Regions from separate parts of the Bos taurus genome. Here region 1 is linked to region 2. The links are chromatin contacts, called in public Hi-C maps. All regions are on one chromosome and are shown on one strand. Each heading gives the region's core, a stretch centred on a gene start, on an enhancer-like site or on the middle of the called end of the contact. The rest is flanking DNA. Distances are from core to core; before and after follow the strand shown. Region 1 holds the start of SRGN (serglycin). Region 2 overlaps KIFBP (kinesin family binding protein).

Evidence for each region. A called contact is a pair of places that touch in the nucleus more often than the background predicts.
Region 1: a Hi-C map of liver shows a contact between it and region 2, with 1.8 times the contacts expected there. The contact joins the promoter of SRGN here to the enhancer-like site in region 2. A contact is called at or near these places in 3 of 11 Hi-C or Micro-C datasets (liver, skeletal muscle and an unstated tissue).

The regions. Positions count from the first base shown.
Region 1 is chr28:25,471,152-25,478,237 of ARS-UCD2.0, reverse strand. SRGN (serglycin) reads right to left here and starts at 3,463. Exons shown (of 3, transcript NM_001025326.2): 1 at 3,335-3,463. The coding sequence starts at 3,407.
Region 2 is chr28:25,293,758-25,300,260 of ARS-UCD2.0, reverse strand. KIFBP (kinesin family binding protein) reads right to left here. Exons shown (of 7, transcript NM_001034559.2): 6 at 3,260-3,375. Among named protein-coding and RNA genes, the nearest start is that of KIFBP, 49 kb to the right of the region's middle. Within about 2 kb of position 1,905, at least 6 of the 102 cell types and tissues checked have an H3K27ac peak or open chromatin away from gene starts, as enhancers often do. A contact at or near this core is called in liver, where this site is marked.

The DNA.
Region 1 (7,086 bases), core at 2,214-4,713, 180 kb before region 2:
GTCTTGTGATTACCGTAATTTAAAACATAAGAGGAAACATGCTCATGGACAGAAAAATGATCTTCCTAAGAGGTCCCACTTACAGGTCTCCTAGTTAATTCTGTAGTGGATGCAAGGAAGAAGAATGTTTTTTATTTGGAATCACTTCCCTCACTGCCTACCCCTGTCCTTTCTCTCTGTGTCTCTGTCTTCATCTCATACACAGAGTCTACTAGTTCTACTTTAGCAAAACACTGTCTATGAATAAATATTACCATTTATAAAAATAAACCTCTGACACTGGGCAAATAACTTACCCCAGTAATCTCTCTGGATCTTTTTACATTGTAGTATCAATATTTCCCCAACGTCATCACAGTTTACTAATTTCCTATTCTTAATGGAGACTTGCTGCGGGTTTGTTAGAAAAACTTTAAAATTGCCATGTTAGGGGAGAAAAAAGACCATTTTCATTCATTGTTTAGTGGCATCCAAACAGACACCACTATCTAAGTTGGAGCTGCTTCCTCCTGGCCAATCAGCTCACCCTTGTGTGTTTTTTTGACAAGCTATAAAAAGTTCCAAGTTTACTTTCAATTTCTCCCTCTCTGTCCCTCAACTCAGTGGTTTTTGTAGTAAGAGCTGTAGTCAAAGCAAGGTTGTTTTAAATAAAGACAATCGCTACTCCACCTAGGAAACAGCTAAATTGCCGTAGAAAGTTAATTTGCACTTGAAATCAGGTGACCAGCTCTGCCATTAATTAGTTGTAATGGGTCTAGGGCAAGTCTCACGCATTTTTTGCAAGAGGTTGATGTAAAGAGGAAATGAGATAATGAATCTAAGATCCAGTTTTCGTCTCTATAAATTGGTATTAATTCCTCCTCACAGGGAATGTGATGACCATTTACCTGAGAATGGATGCTAAATCACTTTACAATTGAACAGCAGTGAACACTGGTGGGATCAATATTATTGTGAACTCAGAGGCAGTGTAGAGTGGACATAGGGTCTGGCAATGACCCCCTGGCTACACCTGCTCATGGATTTTCCATTTTCCTTCTTTATGGGCATCTTTGAAAAAGAGAGTTAATAAAAGAATTTGGGATTCACAGGCCTCATCAGTAATCTCCTGGAGCTCTACATTAAATTGATTAGCCATCTGTCCTCTCCAGGGTCTCCCACACCTTGCCAAACTTCCGACTCTTTGCACTTGATAGATGGACTTTTATAGCATGTTTTTATTTCAGCTTCACTTATAGTCACTGATGTGGACTGAATTGTGTCACTCCAACTCAATGTACTGAAGTGCTAACCCCTAATACCTCAGAATAGGACTGTATTTGGAGATAGGGACTTAAAAGAGATAGTTGAGATATAATGAGTTTACATGGGTGAGCCCTAATCCAGTATGGCTGTTGTCCTTATAAGAAAAGGAGATCAGGACACAGAAACACACAAAGGACCATGTGAAGACAGAGATAAGATGGCTATCTACAAGCCAAGGAGAAAATCTTCAGGATGAAACTAACCCAGCCGACACTTTGATCTTGAACTTCTAGTCTCCAGAACTGTAAGGAATAAATTCCTGTTGTTTAAGCCACCCAGCCTGTGGTACTTTGTTATGGCAGCCCTAGCAAACTAATACAGTAACCTGAGATGTTTCGTTTCAGTAAAAACAAGCCAAAAGCCTAGTGGAATTGATCATTCCGTCAAATCAATGGGTTAAGAAAAAAAAGTATTTTTAAGTGGGGAAAGAGGGCTACAGAATCATATCTGGCATCACATAGAATATTATGAAATAGAGACCTCTTCGCAGCCTTGAGTTGATGTCACGCGTGCTCGCACGCACACACACACACACACAGAGCCAGTGGGTGGGCGTCTATTTCCCTTCTTATTCAAATGTAGGCACAAACCGTTAATTCCAATACCAACTGCACTTCTCCTTTGGAAACTCCCTAGTTTTTCAGTCTATTCATTCTCATTTTTGGTTCCCTTCCCAACACAGAGCAAAACGTACCTAGTGATGGCATAAATATTAGTATTTTATAAAATTTTATAACGGTTTCTTCACTACTTTCTGGAAAATACCTATTATACAAAGAACACTTTTGTTTTTAGTTTTCCCTATTGAATCTTAGTGGGAAATGTGACATTTCTGGGAGATTTTGAAGATGTAAAGATTCATCAAGCTCTGGTCAGAGTAGACCCAACACCAACAGGTCACTCAGGTCTGTTCTACAAACACGGACTTGACTGCCTGGATCTTGTCAGAACACATTAGGGAATTATTTCATTGGCTGAAGGTTTTCCCTGAAAGATCGGAGTAAAGCCTGTTCCTTACAATCGACAATGTTTTATCCTTTAAAAAAATAAATAGATTAATGGAAAGGTTTCATCAACATTATTTGCTGGTTTTTCTTCAACAATTGTATAACAAGAAGAAAGTGATTTTATAAATTTCCAATATATAATGAATGTATCTGAGGTTATGTGTACAATTTCATTTCCACCAGAAGTAAAAACAAGACAACTAGAAGTCACCTCGAAGAAACGTATCTAGATGTGTGCATCACTGTGACTCAATATTTCCTTTACGATGCGGAGGAACTTAGTGTTTTTCTACTATAAATTCTCCCTTCTACTTATCAGGCCATGACTATAATCCCTTATTTACCAAAGGAGAAGAAACTGTGTTTTTCTTACAAACTGATCATTTTCATTTTCTTAGTCATTAAAGGTTTTTAAGTTGTTTCATTCTGACTAAACAATCCTAAAAGATAGACCTAACAAGAATTTTCCAAATATGCTGTTTCTCTGAGCAACGACACAATTACTAAAATTCTTTGGCCTTTCTTTAAAATCTGAGAGGGTATTCATTAGCTGTGTCTAAACGTAATTGAATTTTCACTTAGAACCAGGTTTTTAAAAGAGAAAATACAAGTAAATTTACTCTGATTTTAAAAATAGTATTTCCCAGTGTCAAAATAATTATAACATCACTAATTATTAAAACTTGGGATAGATGTGGGCACTTAGAGGTTAAACCATTTTCTCTATTCCTTTCTTGAACCTTTAAAAATTTGTAGGCCATTTTCACCTGACAATAAAATAATACATTTCAATCATTTTAAGAACTTACAAGGCCGTAGCTGCCTCAGAGTTTAACTTTTTTTTTTTGGTACCAAACTTAACCAACTTCACTCTAAGGAGTTCAGCTACCCCAAATTCTTTTTTTTTTTCTCGGCCTACTTTCCCATAATATACTATATTCTATGCCTTAGAGTGACTATAATCATTTGTGTGGACCCTGGGGCATACAAGATTATAAGGTGACAAGATTACTGGGTCTTACCTTGAACTGAAGATGAAAACAGGATGAAGGCAAGAGCCAGAACAAGCCTAGCGCACTGGAGGAGCACCTGCATGGTGACCAACTTGCTTCAGCTCCACCACTCACACACCAACCTCACAGCAGGGAAGTGTAGCCGGGTGCTCTCTGTCCCTTTTTGAAAAGGTTCCAAAACCTCAAACCCTGCCCAGAACACACGTCACAGTTTCCTGAACAAATAGAAAGAGATCCACATCAACCCCAGAAAGATTTAGAAAAAAAAGAAAAAGGCAGTTTCATACCCGTTATGAAACTGCAGTGAACTCTCCCCAGGTCTGCTTTCTCAAAAGTTTTGTTGTTTGACACTTGCCTGTTAGAAATTGTTTCCCACTGAAACAGTAGAATCAGCATTCAGGACACTTTGTTTTTTCTTTCTTCAGGTAACAATCTAAACACAAGTTTGCTAGCCCACTGCACAGCTGATGAGATAAGAGAGTTGGATGTTGCCTTTTCATCACTGAGGCCCTTCAAAGTAAAATATTCTTGATTTTATTTTTCATCAGGGGTAGCATAACTCACAGAGCCAAGCATAACAAGTGAAACTTCAAAGCTGAGTTCTAATCTACAAGAAAGTGTTGTTGGATTTCAGATAACTGGTTTCTTCTGATCAGATTCAGTTTCTCTCCCTGGACCAGCAGCTCTCCCTCTGCCTCAAGAATCTAGTGAGGATTTTTGATTATGAAGAACTGGGTAAAACACAGAAATGATTTTGCAGTCCTCTGCTCCTTCACACCGAACATTTCTTATGATTTGATTCCATTTATACTCTTTTTGTTTTGTTGTTTCCTCCTGGTAAAAATTTTCAACTTGACTTTCAGGTGCTCTGGCCTTGAATAAGCCAGAAATCAGAAACAAGGGGAGGCTTTCCTGTCAGTGGGCTGCTGGACCTCAGAAAACACAAAACAAAGTAAAAGAATAGCATCTCCCCCATATCCTGGGGATCATATGCTGACTGAAGCCTGAGGAACACGACGTACAGGCTCCATAATAAAGTCACATAATAACACAACAGTTTATCACACACTCTTGCCCTTGAAACACACACTCTCTCCATTTCAACATGTCTAATGTTGAAATGCATGTCTAATGCAATGCCCACTTTCCATTTTCATCCTCCCTCTGGCCTGTCCTTTGACAGGAGGGAGGAGTTTCCCTTCCCTTGTTCTTGGCTTCCTGCTGATTCCTTTACCATTTCCTGCCAAGGAGGGGCCTCAGACTAATCGCTGAGCAGCTGTGGTGCAAGTCCACAAAGGCTGCAAAGCATGCACATTTTGACCCTCCTCAGAACCAGCTGGAAATGTGTCCAGGGACAACTCCAAGTGCAGTAAACAACCCCCAGACTCTCAAATCCAGTGAGTTCCCCACCGTGGAATACTAGTTTCAGATTGAAATAACAACCCTCATCTTTGGCCCCTTTTAAGTCTATCCCCCAATTTAAAACCCTGGCACCAAAACAATAATCCCTGTCAATAGCTTAAATAAGTCCCCTTTCAGTAAGTTCTCAGATCTGATTAGAGCTTGTGCTTTAAAATGGTAATTTTGGAGCCTTTTTCCTCTTGAGTATTTTTTTTATTCTCTAGGTTTTAGTAATTTTTTTTTTTAAGTATTCACAATATTCATTAGCATTTGCCCTGTTTCTGCTACACTGACAACCAAGTTTCTTTTTCCAAATAGTCGTCCCCCGGCTTCAGTTCCCTAGTCCTCTTCAAGCTGTGCAAGAGCAGGACACATGCCTGCAGAAGCCACAAGTCCTGGGTCTGAGCTCACTGACCAGATGAGAGATGCTAGGCCACGTACTCCTTGCGTGCCCATCATTCTAGTTCTAAGGATGATGTGGGACACCAATGAGGGGCACCCATGAGAGCTCATGACTCTGAGAGTCGTGTTGGCAGTGGTCCTGTGGGTTGGGTATGGTCTTCTTGCCCAAAGTGTCCTCCGTTAGTCAAAAAGGACCCCTATCTTTCCCTAAACCTCAACCTCTACAAAAGACAAATTCCATTCCATTTAATCCTTCATTCACCAGGCAACCTTTTTTTTTTTTTTTTTAATGGAGTTCTTCTTTTTAATGTTTATTTATGTATTTATTTAATTTTGACCATGCTAGGTCTTTGTTGCTGTGAGGGCTTTTCTCTCACTGCGGCGAGCGGGGACTACTCTTTGTTGCAGCACACAAGCTTCTCATTGCAGTGGCTTCTCTTGCAGAGCACAGGCTCTCGGCAGGCGGGCTTCAGTAATTGCAGCACACAGGCTGCCCTGCGGCATGTGGCGTCTTCCCCGATAAACCTCGAACCCGAACACGTTGTCTCTTGCATTAGCAGGCAGATTCTTTACCACTGAGCCACCAGGGGAGCCCCTCACCAGGCAACCTTAAATGCACCTACTTTACTTGATTTACCTCTAAAATGAGTATCTTTATGCCTTAAGAGTCATCCTGGAACAGTTCCTTGTTGTCTTAAAGTGTAACTAACCCCCACCCCATTCCAGAGCAATACAAACACTATCTTTCACTAGCTATTGGTATCTGGGTGGTCTTTGGAAAAGGGGAGTCTGGAGCACTTGAACTTTCCTAGCATCACAACTCAGCAGAACACTTGTTACAACAAAGTGATGCTGTTTTAAGACAAATTGAGGTTGTCAGAGGAGATACTGAAGGCAGCACAAAAGTGTCCCAAGGGACAGCTCCAGGGCTCAGTTCTTTTCAAAAACTCCAAGTTAAAGATTCTGCCACTCAGCAGCCTCTGGGACTTTCTTGGCTCTTCACTTGAGAAGGTCTTGACTCTGAACTGGGCACTCCCGCCACCCAAGAAAACAGGAAATAGATACTGTAGCAAATCTGCATTATGTTTCTGGAGGATAAAAGAGTGATTTTTCATGAACTTTTGATTTCTAGAACTGGAAGAGACCTTAGAAATCACCTACCTCACCCACTCAGATGGGAAAAGCACAAGTCCAGAAAGGTTATGTGACTTGCAGCTGGTCACACAGCTGGCAAGTGTCAATACCAGGTCAGAACTCAGATTTCCTACTTCATAGTCCAGTGACAGAGGATGAACAAGGAAGCAACAAGATTAAGATCTGTAATCATCAGAAGTCTTCCTTTTAGTCTTCTTTTTAGAGGTATGTACTGAAATGTTCCTGTTTAGAATGATAAAATGACTGGGATTTGTTTCTAAATAATCCAGTTTGAGGAGAGGGGATAAGAGAGGTGTATCAGTGGGCGGATGATTGCTTTTGAAGATGAGCAATGGGAAAAGTGGGGGCTCATTATACTAGTCTCCCTACCGTAAAATGTTTTTAGAATTTCCATAATAAAACACCTTTTAAAAAATCAACCTTTTAAAAAGGTGTCTTTATCTTTTTGGAATCCACATAAATAAGAAAACATCTCCTGAGTAAAAATAGGGCTTTGCAGAAAAAAAAAATTCTTTTCTTTAAAAAGCATATTTTTATTCTTAGATCTCCGTCATCCTTTGAATTTCCCATTCTTTCAGTTCTACTCTCATTCTCCCCTCCCCTCCCTTCAGTGCATGGGGAGACTGTAGCTAAGACAGAAAAGTATCTGGATGCTTCTGGTACAACAGGAGCAGCTCATTGTGTCCTCAGACCTCTCACCAAGTATCTGTGGATGGACATCCACAGGATGAGTGCCCTCAGAGAGGGCACAGGCATCTCCAGCAGCTCTTTTCCTTGATCCTTCCTTCTCATCATTGACACCA
Region 2 (6,503 bases), core at 656-3,155:
AATGCTCTAGGTCTCTCAAAGATACTAAAATAAAGACAGTGTTAAATCTACCATCATAGTTAAAGTTATCTCCCCTACCTCCTGGGGCAAAAAAAAAAAAAGAGGAAGGAACTAAGATGGTTGAAAAATAGTCAGTTCATTCTCTTCTTCCTGGACGATAAAATTAAACATCAGATAACCAGTGGTCAGCCCCAAAGCCAGCTCTTCTCTTCATTTGAAAAGTCTTCTCTCTAGATCTGCATTGTTCAGAACAGAGTCATGTGCTGCGCGTGGATGCCTACTGAGCATTTGAAATGTCCAAACTGAGATGTGATCAGTGTAAAATAATATACACCCAATTTCCAAGACTTAGTACAAATTACAAAATAGTGCAACAACTTTTTAGTATTAATGACAAATAGAAATGAATATTTCTTTATATATTCTAGGTGGAAGAAATACAAGTTAAAATTAATTTCACCTGCTTTTTTCTTTGTCTAATGTAACCATTTCCCAGGTGGTGCTAGTGGTAAAGAACCCACTTGCCAATGCAGGAGACATAAGAGACATGGGTTCGATCCCTGGGTCGGGAAGATGCCCTGGAGGAGGGCATGGCAACCTACTCCAGTATTCTTACCTGTAGAATCCCAAGGACAGAGGAGCCTGGCAGGCTACAGTTCATGGGGTCACAAAGAGTTGGACACGACTAAAGCGACTTAGCACTGAGCACAATGTAGCCACTGGAAAACTTAAAGTGACATATGTAGCTGGTTTTCTATTTCTGTTGCTCAGCACAGCTCTACACAGGTGTCTCCATCTGTGCCCATGGTTGCCATCCACAGGAGGAGCACCCACAAATCTTCAGGTACACCGGGCTCTTATTAGGCTCCAGACCCATAACTAAAGCACCTCACACACCTCCTGCTCCTCTCAGGAGACTAGGACCCCTCATCCTCAGTATGTCCACAATGGAACTCTCCCTCTTCCGCAAACAGGTTCCTATTCTACTCTTATTTTAGTGAAGGTCACTCCCTCGATCTGGACAGCCAGCCGATGCAGGAGAATCATCCTTGATGTCTCTCTCCTCTCTTAGCCCACACTTCGTGTCTATCATCAAATCCTTTCTGTCTTGCCCCCTAAATAACCTCTTGCACCCACTCTTTCCCACCATCTCTTCTGCCACCATCCTAGCCCAAGATCCCTTCACATCTCACCCACACTGTTCCAGTGACCTAAGTAATCTTCCTCGTCCACACCTGCCTTCCCTCAATCCTCCATTCTGCCACCTAAGTGATCAGTCCAAACCCTCCCGCCCCCCACCAAGGCTTCCAGTTATGGAAGGCCCAGCATGTTCCAGCCCTTTTCTAACTCGGCCTTCTATCACACATGCTCTCTCTGCTCCAGCCTCACAGGCCTTGCTCCATCATTTCCACCACCATGCTCCCTACACCTCAGAACTTTTCAACATGCTGCTTCAGCTCCTTGGAATGCTGTGCTTTTTCTCCAGTCTAGAAATTCCTACGCATTCCCAGAGCTTCCTTCGGATGTTACTTCCTCCCATTGTGACTTTTTTATATCTTGTGTCTCTCCTTTGTGGAACTTACTGAAGTTGCACTTCTGTATGACGTAAAAAACCAGGTCTATTTTTGTTCATCATAGTACAATGACTACTATAAACCTGTCAGAAATAAATACCTAAATTTATGTTATTAAACTTGAATTAAAGAAGGCTTTTCAGATAAGCAGATGACCAAAGGATGAAGCTAAGGTAACAGCCAGATTAAAGAAATCTGAGTAATTTAGTGGTGTGGTCACTGTGTGAGTTTAAAACAAGCAGGTGGTAAATTCCAGTGCCCAGTCTGGAACGCACGGACTAAAGGAACGGCAAGCGTAAGCCACAGGGTGCTCTGCTCGACACGGTCACTTCAAATGCAGGCCCAAGCCTCTAAATCGTGTTTACTTACCTGCTTCCTGGCAGTGTCTTTATTTACACACTTTCTAGACTGCTTTCCGAGCAGAAGAATGCTGACAGATTTTCCAGGCTGCAGTTTCTCTAGACGTAAAACTCCCTAGTTCTTCTCCCCACACCCTTCCTTTTCCAAATATGCCTCATCTTTGCACTACCTCCAAAGTGCTCTCACCTTTGAAACACTCCTGCTTCTGGGGTTTTGTGGTTTGTTTGCTTTTATTTTGTATAGTAGTTTCACAAGGTTCTATATTTACTAGTAAAACAGTTACACTTTACTGCATGTAAACAGAAGAGAGGCCTGACAACTCCTCCAGGAAAGTCTCCTGGAGAATATGCATCCAAATGATTTATTTTCCTCTGTAGTGTTAGTCTCTCAGCTGTGTCTGACTCTTTGTGACCCCAGGGACTGTAGCCCTCCAGGCTTCTCTGTCCATGGAATTCTCTAGACAAGAATACTAGAATGGGTTGCCATTCCCTTCTCCAGGGGAATCTTCCTGACCCAGGGATAGAATCTGGGTCTTCTGCATTGCAAGCAGATTCTTTACCATCTGAGCCACCAGAGCTCTGATTAGGAACTAGAATCCATTAAGTATGGATTAGTAATAGTGGTATCAACAATGATAGTTAACACTGATTGAGGACTTAGTTACCTCTTTCTGAGCCCTTTAAACATATTTAACTCACAGAAACACTATTAAGTAATATTATTATCTCCATCTTACTTGTGAGGAAACTGAGACACAGAGAAGTTAACTGCCATGGAGACACAGCCACAAACTAACAGGGCTGTTTCCAGATACATTCATACTTCTATTTTTATCAATATATATATTTACTGTCTGAAGTATATAAAGATTAGTAAGATTTCCTGCCATCAGGTTGCTTCCAGTCTAAGAAGAGGTAAAGGAATAAGATAAGAATATGAATAAGAACAATGCAAAGTCAAGTGACTTAGGGAGGGTTCTTGAGGGAGAAGAGATCTGTAGGCTTTAAGAATCGTATATACATTCAATAGTTTTTGAGCACCTGTTATGTCTAGAAATTGGTACATAGTATGAATATGATGAAGACTCCCCTCTGATGGGGCTTATGCTCTATCCAATAGCAAGTCTTGAAGGAAGAGGTGCTGTTTGAGACAGCCTTAATGGATGAGTAAGATTTGGATAGGCTGAGACAGGGAAAGCAAGAAACAAGCTTTCTGCATGCCACAAATAATACACATGCAGTGAGCCAATGAGCATACTTCCCATTTTAAGCTTTTACTTACATCCTACTGTTTAAGACAGAAAAGATCACTTTTGACTGTATTACCTGCATGGAAAGTTGGGCATTCTGCATGAGAGTCAAACAGTACTTGATCCAGCATCTTGCTATTTCCCCTTTTCTTTGGTGATAAAGCTCTGGCACATCTCCTTCAGCTTCCGTAGCTAAAAGGTACAACGTGACTTGTGTAAGCCAATGGTCACAACTGTAATTTTCATTGTGTATGCCATTCTTCTTTATATCACTCTTGATTATAAAAATAACAAGTCCTAACTGAAGCAGTGGGAAGAAACTCACCCAAAATTCCTACCACCCAGAGGTTCTTTCTAGTTTTTTTTCTTTTGTATTACCTACAGGTAGAAACTAAGGTCACCACATATATTAAATTTTGAGTACAAGCACCTCAGATATTGCTGGATTGGTTCCAGATCACCGCAGTAAAATGAGTCTCATGAATTTTTGGTTTTCTGTGGCTTATAAAAGTTAAGGTTTGCACTATGGTCTAGTCTATTAAGTGTGCAATAGCATTGTCTTAACAATGTACACATTCTCATTAAAAAATACTTTATTGCTAAAAAAAATGCTAAACATCATTTAAGGCTTCAGAGTCATAATCTTTTTTTTTTTGGTTAGAGGGTCTTGCCTCATTGCTGAGGGCTGCTGACTGATCAGGGTGCTGGTTACTGAAGGCTGAGGTAGGGAGGCTGTGGCCGTTCCTTAAAATAAGACAACAGAGAAGTTTGCTGCATGATGGACTCTTTCTTTCAGGAACAATGTCTTCTGTAGAATGCAATGCTATTTGATAGCATTTTACCCACAGTAGAACTTCTCTCAAAATTAGTCAATCCTCTCAAACCCTGCCACTACTTTATCAAGTTTATGTAATATTCTAACTCCTCTGTTGTCATTTCAACAATTTTCACAGTATCTTCACCTGGAGTAGATACCATCTCAAGAAACCACTTTCTTTGCTCATCCCTAAGAATCAAGTCCTCATCTGTCAAAATTTAGCATGAGATTGTAGCAACTCAGACAAACCTTCAGGTTCAACATTTTAAAAATATTTATTTACCTATTTATTCAGCTGCACTGGGTCTCAGTCGTGACGGATGAGAGCTCTGGTTGTGGCATGTGGAATCTAATTACCTGAAAAGGGACCAAATGTCGGTCCCTTGCTTTGAGAGCTATTAGCCACTGGACTACCGGGGAAGTCCCCTAGGTTCAACTTTTCATTTTAGTTCTCATGCTATTTCTACTATATCTGCAGTTACTTCCTCCACTACAGTCTTGCAGCCCTCAAAATCATCCCTGAGGGTCTGGTCAACTTATTCCAAACTGCTGTTAATGTTGATATTTTGACCTCTTCCCATGAATTACAAATCTTCTTAATGACATCTAGAATGGTGAATCCTTTCCAGCAGATTTTCAATTTACTTTACCCAGATATATCAGAGGAGTCGCATCTACGGCAGTGATAGCCTCATGATTTTTTTCTTCAAATAATAAGACTTGAAAGTCGAAATGACTCCTTGATCTATGGGTTACAGAATGAATGTTGTGTTAGCAAACAACATTAATCGTAAGTACATCTCCATAAGAGCTCTTGGATGACCCAGGTACACTGTCAAGGAGCTATAATACTTTGAAAGGAATTTTTTTTTTGGAACAGTAGGTCTCAGCGATGAGCTTAAAATTTCCAGGAAACCATGTGTTGTCATCCAGGTTTTGTTGCTCCATTTACAGAGCACAGGTAGCATGACTGGCATAAAGCATAATCAGCATAATTTTTAAGGACCCTAGGATTTTCAGAATGGTAAAATCACCAGCTGCACTAGCCCCTAACAAGAGTCAGCAGCTTGTCCTTTGAAGCCAGGCACTGACTTCTCCCCAGCTATGAAAAGTCCTAGATGGCCTCTTCTTCCAACAGAAGGCTGTTGTGGCCATACTGAAAGTCTGTGTAGTGTAGCCACCTTCATTAACGATCTTAGCTGGATCTTCTGGGTAACTCGCTACTTCACCTTGCCCTTTTATGTTATGGAGACGACTTCCTTCTGTAAATCTCAACTTCAAACTTTTCTTCTGCAGCTTCCTCACCCCTCTCAGCCTCCACAGAATTGAAGAAAATTAGGGCCCGGCTCTGGATTAGCCTTTGGCTTAGAGGAATGTTGTGGCTGGTTTGATCTTCTATCCAGACCACTAAAACTTTCTCCATTATCAGCAGTAAGGCTGTTTTGCTTTCTTATCATTTGTGTGTTCACTGGAGTAGCACTTCTAACGTCCTTCAGCAACTTTTTCTTTGCATTCATAACTTGGCTAACTTGCACAAGAGGGAGTATCTTCTGGCCCATTTTTACATGCATTCCTCACTAAGTTTAATTATTTCTAGCTTTTAGCTTAAAGTGTGAGATGTGCAACTCTTCCTTTTACTTCAAGGTCATGGTAGGGTTATTAACTGATCTAATTTTGATAATGCTGTGTCTTCAGGAAATAGAGAGGCCCAAGGAGAGGGAGGGCAACACAAGGCAACAGCCAGTCAGTGGAGCAGTCAGAACACGTTTACCAACTAACGTTACCATCTTATATGGACATAGTCAGTGGCACCCAAAACAATTTCAACAGTGAAAGATCACTGATCACAGGCCATCATAACAAATAATAATGAAAAAGTGTGAAATATAGGCATTACCAAAGTGTGATAAAGACATGAATTGAGAAAATGCTCTTAGAAAAACAGTATTAAAAAAAAAAAAAGAAAAGAAAAACAGTATTGATCAATTGCTCCAGAGCTGCCACAAAACATTTTTTTTTTTAATTCAGTGAAATGTAATAAAATGAGGGCTTCCCTGATGGCTCAGATGGTAAAGAATATGCTCCCAATGCGGGAGACCCAGGTTCGATCCCTGGATCGGGAAGATACCCTGGAGCAGGGAATGGCAACCCAAACTCTTGCCTGGAGAATTCCATGGACAGAAGAGCCTGGTGGGTTACAGTCTATGGGGTCACAAAGAGTCGGACATGACTGAGCGACTAACACAACATACTTATCACTATCAACTCTTTAACGTCATTTTTAAGTCCAGCATCATGGACAATGTATAGAAATATATTTCTATACTTCAGTCATTCTTCTAATACTGGCCACTGTTTCCAATTCCTCTTTACAAACAACTCTAAACAGGAAGATCTCTGTACATAGATTTGTCTGGATTTTCAATTATTTCCTTAAGATAGATTCCTAGATGTGAAATTTACTGGGTCAGAGTTTACACCATTTAAAATGTTCTTGATACAC